Regions from separate parts of the Mus musculus genome. Here region 1 is linked to region 2. A link is a contact called in public targeted proximity ligation data. All regions are on one chromosome and are shown on one strand. The core of a region is the stretch at or near the end of the contact, and the rest is flanking DNA. Distances in the headings are between cores, read along the strand shown.

Region 1 (5,310 bases), core at 1,099-3,598, 250 kb before region 2:
CTGATTTCTTCCTATGCTCCCTCTGTGGTAGGTGCCGTTAGAGACAGAGCCTAGGCCTTGACTCCCACACCACTAAAACGACAAGTAATAATGAGAAGTGAAAGATTTATTTTGCATAACCGCAACAGGAAGAGAAACAAATTACTGGTTCAATTTCTGCCCAGACTTCCATTAATGGCAGACAATGATGGGGAAGCTGAAGTGAAGTGTGTCTTTTGTGGTACCCAGACTAGGAAAACCCCAGAGACCACCTGGAACCATAACTCCCATGCAAGCACATGTAAGTCTTTATTCAAGCTTGAACTTGGGCCACACACCTTCCTGATGTAACGGGATAGGAGAATGGGCCCCGAGGTGTAGGTGAAGGGGGTTTATACAGGGAAAAGCTGCAGGCAGGGGTTTCTAAGCCTTGTCGTTATATGAGAGGGTAAAGGAATGTTGGTCTTGAAGCTAATTGTTTTACAGCACCCTGGTTATACCACAAGGAGCGACCACACTTCCAAAAGGAGCATCTTGACCTAGGAAAGACTTATGCTTCCTTCCTTCCTTCCTTCCTTCCTTCCTTCCTTCCTTCCTTTCTTTCTTGTTTGTTTGTTGTTTTGTTTTGTTTTTTTTTTTCAAGACAGGGTTTCTCTGTGTAGCCCTGGCTGTCCTGTAACTCACTCTGTAGACCAGGCTGGCCTCGAACTCAGAAATCCGTCTGCTTCCCAAGTGCTGGGATTAAAGGCATATGCCATCACTGCCCAGCTGATTTATGTTTTCTTAGTCCACTCTCTTGTTATCAGCTCGCTGCAGCTGCTGTGTCTATTTTGCAACTGCCAGGGACATTTCATGCTTTTTCTCAGACCTCACAGGGTAGTGGCCATGCCTCTCTAAGGGCAAATTAACTTAGAATGGAGTCTTCAACAAAATGGAGCTTATTCTGCTACCTCAGTCCCTTCACTTTCCCTTCCCCAAGCTGCTTTTCGTCATGGTGCTTTCTCACAGGGAAAGTAACCCTAACTAAGGCAGCAGGGATAGGGCCCCATCACTTGCAACATGGGCTCTACCGGGTGTGATTGGAACCCGTGGGCCCCTCCCTGCAGGCCGTGCTCAGCCAGCAAGGGCACCTCCAGCCGCTTTGTTGGCTTTCTCTCTTTCTTGGCCTCATCACATTTTTAGAACAGGGATTTGTCTGTGAAGTCACCACTCTATCCCATGCAGACCAACAGGATTCCCCTCCTGCTGGGGGAGACCAGAATGCACACGCCCGTTCCTGTGGGAGTGTCCTGTGTGCACACTCAGACTTTGGTGGGAAGGGAAAGTTTTCAAGGGTGAGACCTCACCAGTAGAGGGCAGAGGAACCAAGGGAACTATGGGTATTATCTTGCCTGCAGCATTTTTAAAATGTCATTTGAATTAGAAAGTAAGAGGGAATCTTTTTTTTAATTAGATATTTTCTTTGTTTACATTTCAAATGTTATCCCCTTTCCTAGTTTCCCCTCAGAAAATCCCCTATCCCCTCCCCCCTGCTCCCCAGCCCACCCACTCCCATTCCTGGTCCTAGCATTCCCCTATACTGGGGCATAGAGCCTTCACAGGACCAAGGGCCAGTAAGAGGGAATCTTGAGGCTGTTATTTTGGGCAAAAAGCTGTCAAGAGAAGTAGCTCCCTTCTCCCCACCCCAGTCTTCTCCTCTCTTCTGAGGTGTTGTGTCTATAGTCAGATACTAGAACACGCTAGGCAAGTGCTCAGCCACTGGGCTACAGCTAAAAATGTTCCATTTTTATCTTTATGTGTATGGGTGTTTTGCCTGCATGTATGGCTTGTGCACCACATACATGCTGTATCCAACACCGGTCAGAGGAAAGCGTTGGATCTCCTGGAACAGGAGGGTTGTGAGCCGTCATGTGGGTGCCGGGAATCAGAGTCAGGTCCTCTGGAAGAGCGTCCAGAGCTCTTTGACTGCTGATCCACTCTTTTAGCCCCATAAGGCCCTTAAAAGCACTCAAAACTCATGATAACAATAACAAAGGGAAACTTTGTGTAAGAAGTTGGGGGGTGTTGCAGGAGTCTGGCCTGCCATACACAGGATCTCAGTCAAGCTCTGGCTAGAGGTAGGAAATGGAGGAAGGGTTTCCCCTCAGCCCAGGGGCTGTTGATCAAAACCTCCATTCCCCAGAGCAGCACAGTCCTAACGGGTTGAAGTGCTGGTAGCAAGTAAGTGCTGAGCACTCCACTCAGCTCCGAGAACACTACGGAGAAGGAGGCAGAAAGAAAACGAGAAGTGGCAGTGTTGTAGAATATGCCTCCACTCTGTACCACCAAAACCACTTAAAAAAAAAAAAAAACCCAAGACCTCTCAGAGGACTGGGTTTCAGTTTTGGAATCCCCTGGCTGCTTGGTAGGTACTTTCCCTGTGCCTGTTGCTGTCTACTGTGTCTGGGATCCACGAGCCCTGCCCGACCCCCCATCTTTAAACTTTTTAATTGGCAGATAAAATGGACCTGAAATTCCTAAAGGGTGTAACACCGAGCTTACTTTGTTTTACTCAGCCTTGGATCTCTTCCCGGTGAAGCACGAAACTGGGCAGCAGGCTTGGTATACCAGTATCCTGTTGTGATTATTGTAGGATTGTTGAAGTCTGAGGCAAGGGAAGGTGTCCGGGATGTTTCCAAGAATTCTGTCCGTGATCTTGCTGCATGGCCCCCAGTGGGGGAGGGTGTGCCTTCAGCAGGTCTATCCATGCCTGAGGACCACGCTGTCCACATTCAGGTATTGTGTAAGGAGCAAGACACACAGCCCCGTCCAGTTCTGTGGGGAACTGTAGTATCTGGGACAATCTGGACTGGTTCCCACAGTGGGTCTGCCTAGCTTTAAAAGCTCACAGGGACCCTCTGCAGTGTAGGCAGACATACAGCTATGCCATTATAGCACTGAGGCTTGGGGAAGACTACATAGGCCGCTGAGGAGTGAAGTGGTGGAGTGGGAAGCTAGCTGTGTGATATGGGATTGAGCAAGCGACAGCACCCCTGTTCCCTTCCCTCCCCAACACCTGAAATAAATTTGTCTCTAAGGCCCCCGGAAACTGCAGGCCTGTGACAGAGGGGCTGTTGGGTGATCTTGCCGATACTTTTGTGATCATTCTTCCTTCTTGGGAATGGATGGTTCCTGACTGTAGCAAGACCATCGGGCTCCACACTTTTGCTCTCCCTGAGCAACTTTTCCCATTTCTTTAATGAGTAGGTGGAGAATTTTGTACATTTTTACACTTCTCTTCTTTTGATTAAAAATTCTACTTTGGAATCCTTTTTTTTTTCTTTCTCCAGTCTGCTCTAAGCTTTCAAAAGCATCAGTCCATGCCTGCCACACAGTGCTCAGTTATGCCTTCAGCTGAATATCTAATTCTTCACTTGCAAGTTCTAAAAATATTGGGATAGGAACAGAGTTAGACCAAGCTCTTCTCCACGTTCTAATGAGGGCAGTGGCTCCTCCAGTTCCCAGCCGCGTCCCCCTTCACTCTGCAGCTCCTCAGAGGATTGGCTGACATTTCCCAGCCATGCAACCATGGCCATGCCATGATCTCTGTCTCCTTTCTTGCTGAGTCCTTACAGGAATCACCTTTAAGGTGACAAAGACTCATGGTTTAACCATATATTATAGTTTGGCTCGGAAACCTGGGCTCTTTTGGGTTCTTCCTCTGGACTCTGCTATGTAAGTTTATTAAGAGACTCCACACCTGGGCTGGTGAGATGGCTCAGTGGGTAAGAGCACCCGACTGCTCTTCCAAAGGTCTGGAGTTCAAATCCCAGCAACCACATGGTGGCTCAAAACCATCCGTAACGAGATCTGACTCCCTCTTCTGGAGTGTCTGAAGACAGCTACAGTGTACTTACATATAATAAATAAATAAATCTTAAAAAAAAAGAGACTCCACACCATATCTGAGCAGGTTCCTCATCTGCATCCTTCAGGTGACATCTAGGGACCCTGGCTTGCCAGTGTCCTCTGCATTCTGATGTTTTCTTTTTTAGGTTTTTCATCCACCAAGTCTTCTATCCCTTGGCTCTAAACCACTATTAGTTCATGTTGAATTGAGAATTGAGACCAATACCCCACCTACAATCCCACAAGGGTGGGCACTTGTTAGGATGGTCTTCAATAGTCTGCCTTACTACTTTAATATGTTTCATGGACTAAAGAGACAGAGATTAAAACTCTCTGTCTCTGCCTTTAACTCTGTCTCCCTGAATTCATTCTATTGCTCAGGCTGACCTCAAGCTGAGCATCCTCCTGCCTCAATCTCCAGAAGGATGGGATTACTGCTGTTGCTCAGAATTCTAGTCTGTCCATCATCTTGTTCCCACGTATGCAACATCTGTCACAGCCCCACACCATTCCTGACACCAGTTTGCCCAGTCTTCAGTCTTTAAGACTGGGTAGCAGATAACCAATAGGAGCTGATGGTGCTAAGTTCTGGATTGGCACCAGATTGAGGCCTCTGTAGATGTAAGGTCTGCCAAGGGCTGCTTTACTTGCCCCACATAGTAAAAGGGGCAGAAGGTTCTTGGGGTTCTGTCTAGTGGCCATATCTGGTGCCTGCCCTACTCCATTGTTGGCTGAGACATGCAGAGGGCTTGGGAAAGGCTGAACACTCCCACAGAAAGTTCTCTGGAAGAACAGTCTGAGCTGCGCACTGCTGGTACCTCAGAGGGGACAGTGAGACAGACAGCTGCACAAAATGGACTTTTCTCTTTCCCCTGATCTTTAATCAAGAATCACCTTCTGCTTAGAACCAAATGTCAGACCAGGAGTTCTCGGGCCTTGGGACATATGCTGCTATATACTCTAGTAGTTACAGCTCAGAACACCAGTCAACACTGAGTGTTGCGCCCTCTGCTTGGAGGGGCTATTCAACCTTCACCACAGTATGGATAAGCACCAAAGGCCACTTGTTGCAGGCTTGGACCTCAAGCTGTGTCAAGAGCCAGTATAGAAACATGCATAAGGCAAACTCAAAGGACTGCTGGATGTGTTATGAGACCTTCACATAAGAACCAGCCACTCCGATTGAGTTTAGGACGAACTATGCACTGTTCATGCTGGTCAGGCCTCTGGCCAAGAACTCATGACCCAGTATCCTGACAATGTGCCTGTGGCAGGTGGCTTGTGCTTGGCTCTACAGAAGTGTGATACCTTCAGGGTTGGGGATGAAGTTTAGTAGATCATACACGGGGCTCTGGGTTCTATCCCTAGCACTTTACAAACTGGGCATGCAGGTGCACAGCTATAATTATAGGGTGTGTGCACACACACAGAGGCCCACACACA
Region 2 (5,116 bases), core at 1,024-3,523:
TGGGGCGATAATTGGGCAGCGATTAAATGTTCCCAGAGGAGCTATGGCTGTTGCCTGTGCCTGTCACCTGTCACTGGGCTCCTGTGTTCGTGGCTTCTGAAGACCCCGGAGGAGGAAGCAGGGCTTCCTGTGACTTTTCACCCCAGTGGGGCTCAGAGTAGTGTCTCGGGGTCAGTGGCCTGGATGGACTGCCCTCCATGGAGATAGGAAATGCAGTGGTCAGAGGGTCAGAGCACTTCAGCCTCGGAAACTTCTCCATTTGTGCCCAATCCCCCCTACGGACAGGGGGTGGGGGATCCTGGTCACTGGCCACAGTGCAGCTGGTTGACACCCTTGCACTCTCCAGCCTGCTCATCCTCAGCTTCCCCACTCTAGGGGGCTGTCCACCAGCTTCCGTGTGGGTACAGAGAGACTGACTCTGGCCACTGAAGGGCTACTGCTGGCATGTGTGCAGACAGACCAGGGTCCAGTTGCCCCGTCAACCCTACCCCATGGCGTAGGACCTTGGTTAACCTTCAGCTCCCTCCAGACTCAGGCCTGCAGCTCCCGGCTCCCAGGATTCCCCCATAGGAAAACTCTAGTTAGTCCCTATTCTAGCAATTTCTCTGCTTGTTTCCCCTCCCTGCAGTGATGCCCCTCTGCCTGCCTTCTGTGTCCGCCTACTCACCTCTAATTAGAAATGCCAGGAGAGCCATTTTAGGGGAGTTTTTTTTCCCCCAGAAAGACATTCCTCTCAGGGATGGAAGCCCTGGGTGTGTGTGTGGAGGGGGGGGGGAGGGGGGACAGGTTGGCTCTAAGAGAGGCAGGGCTCCCCAAAGCTTCTTGAAAACAGAGGAGGGGGCTCTGAGGGATATGAGGTTAGGAGAGTTCTGTAGGTGTGTGAGCAAAAGTGGGGTGGGAGAAGCTGAGATGTGAGTACACGTGGATTACAAGTGGGGGCCACTGGTGTGTGTGTGGAAGGCCATGAGTGGGGGGCATGAGTCCACAGAGAGGGCCGTGAGTGGGGGGCATGAGTCTACATGGAAGGGTGTGAGTGGGCTAAGTGCTGGTTGGTATGAGTGTTCAGTGTGTATGTATGAGTGTGAGAGAGGGGGAGCTGGCAGAGAGGAAAGGGGGTTCTTGCAGGCACCATGTGTCTGTGGGCCCCTGTAGGCTTCTGCTGTGGGCAGTGATATGTCCCCAAGTAACATCAGGAAATGGGAGACCTAGACCTGTGTTTCTGGCTTGGTGTAAGTCAAGAAGGATGCCCTCCCCCACTGCACCACAGCGCTGTTGGCTGTTGCCAGGGAATCGGAAGGGGCCTCCCTCTAGAGGGAATCTCAGCTTCCGGAGCCCCATTCCTTATATGGCATCTTGCTTTCCTCTGCAGGCTCCTTCCCCTCCTTCCTCCTTCTCCCTCCCTCCTTCCTCCGGACTAACCTCTTGGAAGGCTTGAGAAGCTTCTGGTCCAGTTGTGGCTGGGTCCTAGGGACTTCAGGGTTCAGCAATGTTGCCTACACATCTTGATATCCCTATGCCCTACCCCAGTGTCTGTACAGGTTCAAGTGATACATCTGTTTCAGGGCACTGCGGCCCTGTTCAGCCACTGACACACAGACAGGGCCACTCAGTGTCCACAAACCTATGAAGGGGTCCAGAAAAAGCCTTGCCTGAGTGGAGTTCCCGAACAATATTGGACCAGGCTAGGATTTGGACTTATGACTCTTGGGGCAAGGTTGGGCAGGAAGTAGGTGTGTGTGTGTGTGTGTGTGTGTGTGTGTGTGTGTGTGTGTGTCCCGCTAACCAAAGGCAGCTGAGGATAGAAGGGTTTGGAGTGAGAGATTCCTACCAGGCACTTCTGAAGTTGCATACTGTGTGGTCAGGATGGGCAAGAGTCAGGATGGGCGCATCAAAGATTCAGAGGGGTAACGTCCAGCTGCTCCCTAAGAAAAGAGATCATGAGGCCCCAGGGCAAACAGTAGGTAATAACCTGCCTTAGCCTCATCCTCGCTGCCCAGGACTAGGTAGAGGAGAGTGTCTCCGGTCCCCAAAATCCCTCCCGGTGGGAGGCGCGCAGCAGAGCACATTAGTCACTCGGGGCTGTGAAGGGGCGGGTCCTTGAGGGCACCCACGGGAGGGGAGCGAGTAGGCGCGGAAGGCGGGGCCTGCGGCAGGAGAGGGCGCGGGCGGGCTCTGGCGCGGAGCCTGGGCGCCGCCAATGGGAGCCAGGGCTCCACGAGCTGCCGCCCACGGGCCCCGCGCAGCATAAATAGCCGCTGGTGGCGGTTTCGGTGCAGAGCTCAAGCGAGTTCTCCCGCAGCCGCAGTCTCTGGGCCTCTCTAGCTTCAGCGGCGACGAGCCTGCCACACTCGCTAAGCTCCTCCGGCACCGCACACCTGCCACTGCCGCTGCAGCCGCCGGCTCTGCTCCCTTCCGGCTTCTGCCTCAGAGGAGTTCTTAGCCTGTTCGGAGCCGCAGCACCGACGACCAGATGGAGCTGGACCATATGACCACCGGCGGCCTCCACGCCTACCCTGCCCCGCGGGGTGGGCCGGCCGCCAAACCCAATGTGATCCTGCAGATTGGTAAGTGCCGAGCTGAGATGCTGGAACACGTACGGAGGACCCACCGGCATCTGTTGACCGAAGTGTCCAAGCAGGTGGAGCGAGAGCTGAAAGGGTTGCACAGGTCGGTGGGCAAGCTGGAGAACAACTTGGACGGCTACGTGCCCACCGGCGACTCACAGCGCTGGAAGAAGTCCATCAAGGCCTGTCTTTGCCGCTGCCAGGAGACCATCGCCAACCTGGAGCGCTGGGTCAAGCGTGAGATGCACGTGTGGAGGGAGGTCTTCTACCGTCTGGAGAGGTGGGCTGACCGCCTGGAGTCCATGGGCGGCAAATACCCAGTGGGCAGCGAGCCGGCCCGCCACACTGTCTCTGTAGGTGTGGGGGGTCCAGAGCCCTACTGCCAGGAAGCTGATGGCTATGACTATACCGTTAGCCCCTATGCCATCACCCCGCCACCTGCCGCAGGAGAACTGCCTGAACAGGAGTCAGTTGAGGCTCAGCAATATCAGTCTTGGGGGCCAGGTGAGGATGGGCAACCGAGCCCTGGTGTGGATACACAGATCTTCGAGGACCCACGGGAGTTCCTGAGCCACCTGGAAGAGTACCTGCGGCAGGTGGGTGGCTCTGAAGAATATTGGCTGTCCCAGATCCAGAACCACATGAATGGGCCAGCCAAGAAGTGGTGGGAGTTCAAGCAGGGCTCGGTGAAGAACTGGGTGGAGTTCAAGAAGGAGTTTCTGCAATACAGTGAGGGTACACTCTCCCGTGAAGCCATTCAGCGGGAGCTGGAGCTGCCGCAGAAGCAGGGTGAACCACTCGACCAGTTCCTCTGGCGCAAGCGGGACCTGTACCAGACACTGTATGTGGACGCTGAGGAGGAGGAGATCATTCAGTATGTGGTGGGCACCCTGCAGCCCAAACTCAAGCGCTTTCTGCGCCACCCACTCCCCAAGACCCTGGAGCAGCTTATCCAGAGGGGTATGGAAGTGCAGGACGGCCTGGAGCAGGCAGCTGAGCCTTCTGGCACCCCACTGCCCACAGAGGATGAGACGGAGGCACTCACACCTGCTCTTACCAGCGAGTCAGTAGCCAGTGACAGGACCCAGCCTGAATAGAGGGGCCAGCCCAGGGTCCCCAGCCCGCCTGCCACACCCAGCCTGTGGCTTTTGCCAACTAGGACTTGAGCTGGGGCTGACTCCCAAAGGGATGCCCTGTCCAGCCAGACATCTACTCACCCACTGACCTGGCCTGACTCACAACTGCCACACAACCATGCTACATGGACTGAACATCAAGAAGCCCCTTTCCCATAGGGCTCCCACCTGCCGCCTACCCCTCATCTGTCTGCCCTGGTCCTGGCCCCCAGCCCCATTGGCCTCACCCTCTACACTCTCAGACCATCACAGAACACGATCTGGCTTCCTCATTCTGCTCCAGTGTCCAGGGCTCTTTGGGTAATCAAGAAACCAAGTGTCTGAAAGGCAACAAAAAGTAGGCACCAAAACCCAGGGGACATCCTAGGGCAGATGCTAAAGCAGAGATGCTGAGGGAACCTCAACTTCCGGGGATGCAGCCCACTCCTGCAGACACAGCAGATCCAGCTGGTACCCTAGCTGCCGCCCAGGGCAACCGGCCAGTCTTGGGCAGCATAGCTCCCCTCCCAGGGGTGAGCTGAAGCCACAAATGCAGCTGAAGCAGCAGACCTGACATCCTGGCACCTCCTGGCCCCCAGGTGAGCCCTGCACCGTGTATCTTAGAGTGGGGGGGGGGGGCGTGCAGAACCAAGTCCACTTTCCAGGAGCCCTTCAAGGCTTCCCTAGCAAATTAGTTGCAAGGGTGGAGTGAAGTGGCATCAGAGTGGGTGTCATTGTAGTGGGCACTGGCACTTCACGGTCCAAGGACGGGGCTGAGGTGGGGGCGGTTCTGGGGGAATTTGCTAAGCCAGCTCACCGAGGACCCTGTGATTTCTCACCCCAGCAGTGATTCATACCAGTGAAGAAGAGCAGAGCTCAGCTCCGTGACTCAGCCATGGCAGGCGGAGGGTCCCCGAGGGGCTGAGTCCTCACACCCAGCCGAGGCAGCGGCTGGAGCCTACAGAGCCAGGAGAATGACACCAGGTAAGAAAGTCTTGCCTCCTATCCTGACCAAGCCTCAGATCCCAGCCACTCTCCAGATTTCTGGGTTATCCGGGAAGTCCTGACAGGCCCCAGGGGTACCAGCTGGGAGCAGGGTAACCTGGTGTCCCTCCTGGATCTAGTGGTGAGCAGTTCTCTCACCATCTTGCTGCTTCCTGTGTCCTTCAGGTCTCAAGGCTGCTGAGAAGTCTTTGCTGCCATGTCTGGAAAGGGCATCACCACACCACCAGCACCAGCACCATCCTCTCTTCTCCTGAAGCTGCCTACATGGGTTCCAAGACACTTTCAAGGCAGAGAAAACAAGATTACAGAGAGGAGGTGCCTGGCAGGGGGCAGCACCCCAGCTCAGCCCAAGAGCTGAAGGTGAAGACAAGCCAGCATGAAACCACGGGTCTGCCATGATGCCCGCCCCGCTGGCCGCTCACTAGCTGCCTG

Evidence for each region.
Region 1: a targeted proximity ligation map of regulatory T cell precursor shows a contact between it and region 2, with 5 times the contacts expected there. A contact is called at or near these places in 1 of 484 Hi-C or Micro-C datasets (CD4 T cells) and 4 of 130 datasets of targeted methods (double positive thymocytes, embryonic stem cells, pancreatic cancer cells and 1 more).

What each region holds. Positions count from the first base shown.
Region 1 is chr15:74,915,654-74,920,963 of GRCm38.p6, reverse strand. No RefSeq gene overlaps it. Among named protein-coding and RNA genes, the nearest start is that of Gm39556, 8.2 kb to the left of the region's middle.
Region 2 is chr15:74,669,727-74,674,842 of GRCm38.p6, reverse strand. It overlaps Arc (activity regulated cytoskeletal-associated protein), which reads left to right and starts at 2,273. Exons shown (of 3, transcript NM_018790.3): 1 at 2,273-4,278; 2 at 4,524-4,663; 3 at 4,850-5,116. The coding sequence starts at 2,471. The coding sequence ends at 3,661. It overlaps Gm32994 (a long non-coding RNA gene), which reads right to left and starts at 1,830. Exons shown (of 5, transcript XR_003951652.1): 1 at 1,420-1,830.